Linked DNA regions of Mus musculus: region 1 is linked to region 2. The links are chromatin contacts, called in public HiChIP or PLAC-seq maps. All regions are on one chromosome and are shown on one strand. The core of a region is the stretch at or near the end of the contact, and the rest is flanking DNA. Distances in the headings are between cores, read along the strand shown.

Evidence for each region. HiChIP or PLAC-seq counts read pairs in DNA pulled down with a chosen protein or histone mark.
Region 1: an H3K27ac HiChIP or PLAC-seq map of trophoblast stem cells shows a contact between it and region 2, with 12 times the contacts expected there. The contact joins the promoter of Stap2 here to the enhancer-like site in region 2. A contact is called at or near these places in 70 of 484 Hi-C or Micro-C datasets (B cells, the Ba/F3 cell line, the C2C12 cell line and 47 more), 4 of 115 datasets of contacts at active chromatin or transcription factors (embryonic stem cells, kidney and trophoblast stem cells) and 3 of 9 other capture datasets (adipose tissue, embryonic tail and liver).

What each region holds. Positions count from the first base shown.
Region 1 is chr17:56,004,971-56,010,241 of GRCm38.p6, reverse strand. Stap2 (signal transducing adaptor family member 2) reads left to right here and starts at 2,106. Exons shown (of 14, transcript NM_145934.3): 1 at 2,106-2,825; 2 at 4,548-4,812. The coding sequence starts at 4,711. It overlaps Mpnd (MPN domain containing), which reads right to left and starts at 1,041. Exons shown (of 13, transcript NM_026530.5): 1 at 986-1,041; 2 at 656-912. The coding sequence starts at 992.
Region 2 is chr17:36,235,667-36,240,917 of GRCm38.p6, reverse strand. No RefSeq gene overlaps it. Among named protein-coding and RNA genes, the nearest start is that of Rpp21, 20 kb to the left of the region's middle. Within about 2 kb of position 3,442, at least 65 of the 459 cell types and tissues checked have an H3K27ac peak or open chromatin away from gene starts, as enhancers often do. A contact at or near this core is called in the C2C12 cell line, CD8 T cells, differentiating embryonic stem cells and 5 more, where this site is marked.

The sequences.
Region 1 (5,271 bases), core at 857-3,356, about 20 Mb before region 2:
TAGTGATTCCTAACTCCTTTCTCCCTGAGGCTTGGCGTCCTTGTTCTTCTAAGGCTCCCAAGAGGTACTGTCACAGGAACTCCATCTTTCACACCAGTACTCCTGGCACTCCACACCCAGATGCACAACTTTAAAATTAAGTAATGGCAGCCAGAGCAGGCATAACGGCCCAGGCCTGTCAGCCCAACTACTGGGGAAGCTGAGGCAGGAAGCACACAACTTCAGAACCTGCTTGGAATACTTAATAAGACTGTTCTCAGAGGTAGAACTCCTGCCTAAAATTCCCAAGTGAGGGGTTGGTTGGGTGCAAGGTCAGGAATTGACCCCCTGCTTAGAATCCCGCAGTGAGGGGGCTGGGGGCATAGTCAGGGGTAAAGCTCCCTTCCATTCTTGGTATCACAAAGAGTTTTTTGGGCGATCATTTTAAATAACAGTACACAGTTTTGAAGCCATCATCTTCATAGAGAGCCTGGGAAGGAAGGCCTCATTTTACAGATGGGGAAGCCGCAATCACACAGATTGGTTGCCCGCGGACACACCCAGATGGCAGTGGTTATAGCTATGTGGCATTGTGATTAACACGGTTCCTCTGGGCTTCAGTTTCTCTTTATACGCTAGCAGTGGAGGACATGAACGGTCTCCGGGGGTCGCTCACCAGGTAGTAGATGGATAGCACCCCCTCACCGGGCTCCAGCAGCTCGTCTTTGAGCAGCACCCGAAGCGTGACCGCGCGCCTCGTGAGCGCGCCCCCTAGGGCCATCCCAGGCCCTGCCGTGCCGCCTCCGCTGCCACCGAGGCTGCCGCTGCGCCCTCCGCTACCCGTCCCGCGCTCGGGGTCCTCGGCCTCCGCGTCGTCCTCATCCTCCTCCGGCGCCTCCTCGGCCGTGGCCCCGGGAGACAGAGACTCGGGAGCTGCAGCGAAATAGCAACTGGCTGCAGAGGTCGCGTCCCGCTGCCCCGTCCCCGCCTGCGCGGACCATCCTACCTGCCATGGACGCTGTGTCCCGGCACAGCCTCCTCCGAGTGAACGGGCTCCTCCCCGCGCGGGGACACAGCAGTCTATTGGTTACTGAAAATGGGTGGGGAGGTTTGGCCCGCCGGGGGCGGAGGGGATACGGAGCGGTTGGGTTGTGCTTGCACTGGAGTTGGAGCGATCCGGTGCAATTTGGCGAAACTAAAGCTGGAGGTTGGGGGAGACCTGGAGAAGGAAACAGGCCCAGGACCTTCTCATTCAGGGACTAGAGATACCATACTCGAGGCCACCAGCTACTAGGTTGCAACTTTGATCCCTGAGCAGGAGTGGCTCAGCTTTCAGGAAAGAGATGGAAACCTTAGGTCTTGGGCCTGCCCACGCGCAGTTAAAGAAATGAGGGAAGACCTTGGGACACAAGGGAAACTGAAGCAGATGGTGAACTAGAGGGAAAAACAGACTCAGGACGCCGCCCCCCATCCCCTGCTCTCAGGGGGACTATACTCCCTTAGTGGGGCTGCATCCTGGAGCTCATGATTCCCTCAGCCTACAGCAGCGATGAAGGAAGCTGCTAGTGAGGCTAGTGCGCTAGCTAAAGGCAGAGCCCTTGATGGTTGGGAGCAGGGAAGAAACAGGTTTGTAAGAAATGTAGAGCCGCTTTAGGAAAGCAGCTGCGCGTTATAGCTGGATCGAAAGGTCTGAGCCTGGCCAGCTTTAGCCTTTCTAGGGTTAACTCAGCCCAATGGCAGTTCTCATCAGCCAATCACCAGGTGCCTCCAGCATCCAATCAGCGACAAGGGATGGTTCCCACTCAGCCAATCGGCGTTCACGTGTAATCAGCGAGCGGGAAGGGGCGGTGTTACTAGGCGCCCAAGGCCCTGGGCCTTTGTTCTCATCCTGATTTGTCCTTCATCACAGATTACCCCAACCCAGGGAGGTCTGAAAATCCGGGTGGCCTCAAACTGGGGAAAGAGGCAGGATGCTCTGGAAAGGTCTGAGTAATGAGAATCATTCTTTTTTTTTTTTAAGATTTGTTTATTTATTTATTATATGTAAGTACACTGTAGCTGTCCTCAGACACTCCAGAAGAGGGAGTCAGATCTCGTTATGGATGGTTGTGAGCCACCATGTGGTTGCTGGGATTTGAACTCCTGACCTTCGGAAGAACAGTCGGGTGCTCTTACCCACTGAGCCATCTCACCAGTCCGAGAACCACTCTTCCCTTAGCCCAGGCCACCAGACTTTGGGCTCCATAGTTTACCGCTTCCAAGTCCCGGCACAATATGCAGGTCTAACCATCTTGTAAACAGGCAAAGCCTTGAGAGAGGCTCCAAGTTCTGCTCACTGGACGTTTTCATCCTGTTTATCTTCCACCTCGATCCAAAAGGGACTTTTCTATGATGTAACTACTGCCACATCCTATCCTTGCGCTACAACAGTCCTTGGCTCCCGGCTAATTTTTCTTTTCCTTCCTTCCACTTGCAGTGATCCTCCTGCTCAGCCCCCTCCTGCTTACGTCATAGGCTTGCATCCCCACACCTAGCTCCCCTGTGGCCTTTGACACTTTGAAGCAACTACTGTGGCTTGACAATGTACAGAAACCTAAAGATAACATTGGTTGAAGATAAAGGAAGGTTGTGCCACTCACAGCCACTATCTGGGTCCCCATCTCCACCCTTTTACCTGTGTAAAGTCCAGGTGCCCTAGCTGGGAACTGAAGAAAATGAGTTCACAATCTGTTCTGCCTTTGCCTTTTGAAAATAGCATCTCGCAGGGCAGTGGTGGCCTGTGATCCTAGCACTTGGGAGGCAGAAGCCGGTGGATTTCTAAATTCAACGCCAGCCTGGTCTACAGAGTGAGTTCCAGGACAGCCAGGGCAATTCAGAGAAATCCTGTCTTGAACCTCCGCCACCCCCCACCCCCCCATCCCCAAAATAGCATCTCAGGCAGACCGCACTAGACTCAAGTTACTATGTAACTACGGCTGCTCCGGTCTCTTCCTCCCAAGTTCTGGGAAAACCCAAATGTACTACCACGCCTGGCCAAATTTACAATTACACACTGATCAATTGTACTGGAATTGACCTTAGAGCCTTGTCCTAGCCAGGAGCCAGGTACACTACCACCACAAGCCAGGCGCCCAGGCCCTCTCAAGACCGTTCTTAGTGGGGGGCCTGGGGGCGTGGTCAGGGCAGAACCTCAGCGCAGAATCACACTGGGAAGGGCTGTGTGTAACCGATAGAGCACTTACTCAGGTTGTGCAAAGGGCTTGAGTTGCTTCTACAGCGACAAGGGGAAAAAAAAAAAAAAAGTAGAAAGCTAAAGAAATAAACTGACTTGGTTTGCGGTTTGTTATAAAATTTCAAAGTACCAAAAGCAGTGAACGTCAGGCCTGCTGTCCCGCACCTGTCTGTCATTTCAGCACTTGAGAGGCTGAGGCAGTTAAAAATCAGCTTGGGGGGCTGGTGAGATGGCTCAGCGGTTAAGAGCACTGACTGTTCTTCCAGAGGTCCCGAGTTCAAATCCCAGCAACCACATGGTGGCTCACAACCATCTGTAATGAGATCTGAAGACAACTACAGTGTACTTACATATAATAGATAGATAAAATCTTTTTTAAAAAATCACTTGGGCTATGTATCGAGAGTCAAAAAACAAAAATCAAAACCACCACCACAGGGCTGGAGAGATGGCTCAATGGTTAAGAGCACTGGTTGCTCTTCCAAAGATCCCAAGTTCAATTCCCAGCAACCACATGGTGGCTCACAAGCATCTGTAATGGGATCCGACGCCCTCTTCTGGTGTGTCTGAGACAGTGAGTGTACACACACACACACACACACACACATAAATAAATAAATATTTTTTAAAAAACCCACTACCAAAACAAAAACCTAGACATGGTGGTGCACACCAGACATAGCAACACTCAGGAGACAGGAGGTTCAGATGTTCATTCTAAGCTACTTAACTGGAGGCCAGCAGGGCTACAGGAGACCATGTCTCAATGAAGCAAAAGAAAGAAAACTAAAATTAAATAACGGAAGTACTTAGATGTGAGTGTGATAAGGGCACTCTGGATACACAGGCTGGGAATGATATCAGTGTAGGGGTTGGTGATGTGTCCTAGTGGGAAAGGGCTCTTGGCACCAAACCTGATAACCTGAATTTAATCCCTGGGACCTACAAACTGTCCTCTGACCTCCACACCCATACACTCAGTAAATGTAACCAAAAAAATAAATTAATTGATCTATATATTGAGTGTGTTCAAACAGAAGAGTGCTGAGAAAGCCCCTCCCTCCCTCCCTCCCTCCCTCCCTCCCTGACTGACTGTAGGCTACTATTGTCATAGGTGTCAGCAAAGTGGGTTCCCGTGTCGTTCCCGTGTTTTTCCGCTCCCGAAAAAAAAAAAAAAAAAAAGAAAAAAGTGTATCAATGATACAGAGAAACTTACTGCTGCGGTCATTCCACCTGCCAAGCATTCCAGATCTTGCAATTATGCTTCTACTGTGATTTCCCTGGGTTGGTTTTTTGGCCGTGCTCCCTAACAGGTCTCTGTCTTTGCTTGGGACAGGAGCCCAGAACTACCGGGATTTCCGCAGGATCCAGCCCCCGCCCAGAACTGCTAGAGAGGGAGGTGACAGCTGACTGAGTTGAGGAAACTCCCCAGGAACCTGTTTATCCACTTCCTGGCCAGACTGAGGCTCCTACTGAAAGGACAGGGACCCAGGCTGGCCATGGCCACAGCCCTGAGTCCACCCCGGGGTCCCAAGCTCAAAGGTGCTCCACCTTCACACTACTACGAGAGCTTCCTAGAGAAAAAGGGACCCTGTGACCAGGTATGAAGAGCGAGCGGGGAGCTAGCAGTGTCGCTGTCCTGGGAAACTGCAAGAGCCTCTCTGAACCGAGGTCACCTCACAGACCATGGGCCTGGCAGGGGGTGGGTGTGTGTGACAGTGGGACAGCACCTAGTGGAGCGAGCATACGCCACTGGCTGTGGAAGGTTTGGCCATCTGTCTGTCCTCTAATTTCACCTTTGTCTGTCTATCTGTCTGCCTTCCTGTCTGTCCACCTTCCTGCCTGGCTGCCTGACTGCCTGACTATAGGTCTCTTGATCTATCTACCTAGCTGTTTCAATCTCTCTAACTTGGTCTCTCTTTCCACTCTTTGAATATAAATAAACACGACTAGAGACATCCTCCAGGAAATAAGGTGTCCTCCAATTCCTGAGCCTCCTCCTCCTCCTGGCCCAGAATTAACCCCAAAGGTTACTTCCTCCTTCCCAAGGAGGAGGGTCA
Region 2 (5,251 bases), core at 2,193-4,692:
TGGTGGAAGTGAGTGCTTGAGGGACCAGTCCAGCAGGTACCCGCAAGTCCCTCCCCCACCCCATCCCACCCCACCCCCGCCTTGCTGAGGGATGTGGGTAGTTCTCTGAGCCTGAGAGAGGCTATGGACCCAACAAAGTGGAGGACAAGACACAGTGACAAGGCCAGATGAGAACACCTGATCACCCTTTGAAAGGGAGACAGGTGCTTTCTAGAACTGTCAGTTTAAGTATCCAGAACAAGCTAAGTGGACAAGGTAACAACAAGGCTCAAGAAAAAAGGAGGAGATGCATTTGGGGCCGCTGATAGCCCCTGCTAAATCTCTGGCACCATGAAGGTTATGAGAGTGGTAAGGTTGGCCTGAGTGGTGAGCCACCCACCCCTGTCCGAAAAACTTTCCCTGGGGAAAATTCCAGAGAAGGCCGGTCTTGGCATCTAGCCCTTCATCTTTAACCCCAGCACTTGGATGGCAGATAAGTAGATCTCAGTGGGTTCGGGACTTGTCTGGTCTACATAGCAAGTTCCAGGATAGTGAGAGCTATTTAAAAGAGAAAACCTGTCTCAAAAAGAAATAAAAAAAATAATAAGTATCTTGATACTAAAGAATCTTCAATTCAAAAATTATACTTAGTAAATCTCAAACTTAACAAGGATAAAACTATGAAATTTTATTTTTTTTATATAGAGTAGAGTTTATTCGGGGCATGGGAAAGGGAGTCAAGAGAGTAACAGAGGCAGAGAAAGGCAGAGAGAGGGAGAAAGTAAAGAAGTAGAAGCTGGCCACAGCCATGAGCATGGGGAGAGAGGGGAAAGGGAAGGGGGAAGAGAAGAGCCCAAGAGAGCGAGAGAGAAGCAAGCAGGAAGCAAGAGTAAGAACAACATTATAATCTTATACAAGTTACTAGTTTATTGTAAACTGTATTTAATCATTTGTAGATACACAAATAATTTGTCACCTTATAAATGATCCAGTTCTTTAATGTGCTCAGAATTATATTTGTGCTCACGCTAAGAATAGGTGTAATTCATTGAGAGACAAAGTTGCAGAGAGATCAATTTACATCTCCCTGTCATAGTCTTCTGTATATGCTGTCAAAGTGAAGCCTGAAGAAAGTAACTGAAAACAAGTAACCTCAAAGTTTGTTAAACATAAAATAATTTTCAAGGGGCTGGTGAGATGGCTCAGTGGGTAAGAGCACCTGACTGCTCTTCCGAAGGTCCGAAGTTCAAATCCCAGCAACCACATGGTGGCTCACAACCATCTGTAACAAGATCTGATGCCCTCTTCTGGAGTGTCTGAAGACAGCTACAGTGTACTTACATATAGTAAATAAATAAATCTTTTTAAAAAAATTTTCAAAATTGGATGTGTAAAAAACTGATTATGCAGGCTGGAGAAATAGCTCAGCAGTCAAGAGCTCTGATGGCTCTTTCAGAGGTCCTGAGTTCAATTCGCAGCAATCACATGGTGGCTTACAACCATCTGTAATGGGATAATGGGAACTGATGCCATTTTCTGGTGTGTCTGAAGAGAATGACAGCATAATCACGTACATTTAATTAATTAATTAATTAATTAATTAATTAATACTGTTAAAAAATCTGGTTATGCCAAATGGTGGCAGCACACACTTTTAATCTTAGCACATGGAAAGCAGAAGCAGGTAGATTTCTGAGTTTAGGCCAACCTGGTCTACAGAGCAAGTTCCACAACACCAGGGCTACATAGAGAAACTGTCTCTAAAGACAAAACAAAAATAAGGAAGCAAGCACACACACACACTCACATACAAACTGGTTATGAGAAATAGAATACTTGAGTAAACTAGATTAAATGTGCAATACACTTGCATGGCAGGATGTCTCCGGGTCCAAGTAGTTCCCTTGGATGGAGCACAGTCACACCGAAGTAAGTTGTGTGCTAGCCTCATTACAGGTTGCATGGGGACTGCAACCTGCTGCTTCTGCCTCTGGCTGTGTAGACCTGACTAGGAAAACACTCCTTATCTACATGGAAGATGAGTTCCTCCTGATGTCTCACTTGTCGGGGATGGATTCCCTTGCCCTATGGAAGATTTCAAAGTCTGCACCCACATCCTAAATGTCTCGAACAACAGAGATGCAGATAGCAATTACTTTTCACTCTGTGCCTCCCAAACTGGCAGACATATGAGGGTGCTATGAACAAGGGAACCTTGTACATAGCCTACCACCTGACTGGGTATGGGACCTGCATGTTAGTTCATTTGGCCACGCCATTTCTCATGGCATTCAATTCTTCCACTTAATAAAAGCAAATTCCAAGGTTCATACCTCAACTGTCCATGTTCAAAGGAAGCTTTCAGATAAGCTGCCTTCACATTCAACACCTTTGGAAAGCTCTTCTGCATACAATCTTATGAAAAATGACTTCAGTAGGACTCTAACTTAATGCTTTTATTGATTATTTGAAAATTTCACATGATGTATCCCAATCCCATTCACATCCCAGTCCCCCAAGTTGGCCCTCCCTTATACTCTCCCCCCCCCCCACACCAAAAAAGGAAAAATACCAAGTTTAATTCGTGTTGCCCATATACTTACTGAAGCGTTGTCAAACTCCCAGTGGCCAGCCTCTTAAAGATACCTGGTTCCTTCCTCACCCCGCCCCTGACAGAAGCCATCAGCTGTGTCAGGTCAGCATCCTTATCACAATTTTTAAAAGTTCTCTTCAGTGGCTTTTCTTTTTCTTTTTCTTTTTCTTTTCTTTCTTTCTTTTTCTTTTTCTTTTCTTTTCTTTTCCTTTTCTTCCTTCCTTCCTTCCTTCCTTCCTTCCTTCCTTCCTTCCTTCCTTCCTCCCTCCCTCCCTCCCTCCCTCCCTCCCTCCCTCTCTCTCTCTCTCTTTCTTTCTTTCTCTGTGGGCGATAAGGAAGAGGTTCTCACAGAAGCGTTCTATGTCTCTCATTCTCAGACTGAAATCATACATACCCTGGCCTTTATAGTCAGCAGCACGCCCTTAGGGCTTCAGCCTGGCAGTTTCTGGCTTCAGTATGGACCACAGTGTGGCACTCAGCAGCACGCATTTGGGACTTCCGCGGTTGCGGGCACTAGTTATAAAGTCCACCCAGATCCGCAGGAATCAAACCCGCCCTTAAAGTCTAGATCTGCCTGATGGCGCTCTGCGGGTTTCTCCTATGGCTGGCAGGCGTTCTAGCCCCCGCCACAGTCCTGAGCTGGTGACTGCGGTGTCCTGAGGGAATTGGCCTCTGCGGGGAGGAGCGGGTGGGTGGAGTGGGGCTCCACTGGGGAAGCCCCGCCCCTGCATCGCCAGCTGAACCTTCCGTCTCTTCTCCACCCGGGTCCCAAACCCTAAGCCCTGCTCCCCTCCTGGCCAGAGCACCGTCCTGGAGTCCTGGGAGGACGTCGGAGTTTCACCGCCCGCCATCCACAGGCTCACACTAGCTGTGGTATTCCCTCATCGCCGCCTCCGGACCCGCCTGGGCCTCAGGGAGCCCGGTATCATGGAACTCAGTTTAGTGAACCACAAGGAATTCCTGCCATTTGATAAAAATGCCCTGGCCCCAAGCCATGTGGCTAGAGCAGGAGGGGATGGAGTACCAAGAGCAAGAGACACAGAGAGCCAAGAATGAGGAGCAGATTTTCCAAGTGAACCCTGCTCTTAGCTACTACAACCAGCCCTTTATAGTAAGCAGCACGCATTTTGGACTTCTACAAGGCTTCTGGCTCAGCATGGACCACAGCATCTCAGTCTGTCCTAAGTTTTATCTTCTCCCCTAAAGATTTATTTATTTTATGTATATGAGTACATTGTACATTGTAGCTGTCTTCAGACCAGAAGAGGGCATCAGATTCCATTACGAATGGTTGTGAGCCATGTGGTTGCTGAGATTTGAACTCAGGACCATAGGAACAGTGGTCAGTGCTCTTAACCACTGAGCCATCTCTCCAGCCCCCGTGAGTTCACATTTTTAAAGCATCTTTCCAGGGATCGGCTCTTCTCTGATATTTCCAGGAAGACTTCAGGCTCTGCTGATTCCTCTGCTGCCTCCTCCGCCTGGGAGCCTCCATGGAACTCTCAGGCTCCTCAGAGCTACTCCTCAGGCTGCAGGCAGGAAAAGTTTGGGTGGACCTACTTGAAGCTCAGGATCTGAGCCCAAGTTAATTTGTCAAAGAGATGGTGGCTCCCTTTACAAAGCTCCTATGTGCTTGTTCCTTATGCAGGAGTCTGATGGAAACAACCTGCTACTTACAGTTTCCTTAACCCACTACTATCCAGATGTTGGCAGCACACACTTTTAATCTCAGCACTTGGAAAGCAGAAGCAGGTAGATTTCTGAGTTTAGGCCAACCTGGTCTACAGAGCAAGTTCCACAACACCCAGGGCTACATAGAGAAACTGTCTCTAAAAACAAAACAAAAATACCATGACTCTGGTACATGGTCCAGCCAGTTCTACAATTGCATTTGACCTTATGTTAACTTCATATTTAACCACTTATTGATTTGTATTAATCTTAATGTAAATTTTGTTCTTGTTAACTTTGTCTCTTAATGTTTCTGACACGGTTGTACAGTTATCACCACCTGACTCATGTTCTGTATCTTCACCATCTATTAGGTTATTTTGTGTCCCCATAGATGGACCCCCTACTGAGGTACACGAACTACTTCTTCTACATAGTGGGTTTTGTCATCTTGAAAGAGTTACAGCCTGCCTCAGTCCCTGACTGGAGATCTCTGAAAGGGAGCCATACACATCAAATAATAAAAACAATATAGAGAGCCATCAAGAAAGGCAGTCGCTCTAACACGGGAGGACCTGAGTTTGATCCCAGGGATCCACAGGTAAGAAGACGCAGGTCTCTTGAAATTTATTCTGAGGCTGTCACAGTACTTGGCGGAATACATGAACACACACACAAACACACACTCCCTACACACAAACATATCACCACTACCACCAGGACCATCACCAACACAAACAAACAAAGACACAAAGCACACCAGCTTTTGTTCCACATGTGACTTTTTTTTTTTGGGGGGGGGGGGGGGGTTTGAGACAGGATTTTTCTGTATTGCCCTGGCTGTCCTGGAACTCACTTTGTAGACCAGGCTGACCTCGAACTCAGAAATCCCCCTGCCTCTGTGTTGTGTCCGGCCAGCAGACCACAACCTGGGTTCTAGCCTGGAAAGGCATTTTGGAAACCTGGAAGAGAAGAGGGGCTAGGTGGCGAGAGAAAGAAATGTAGCCA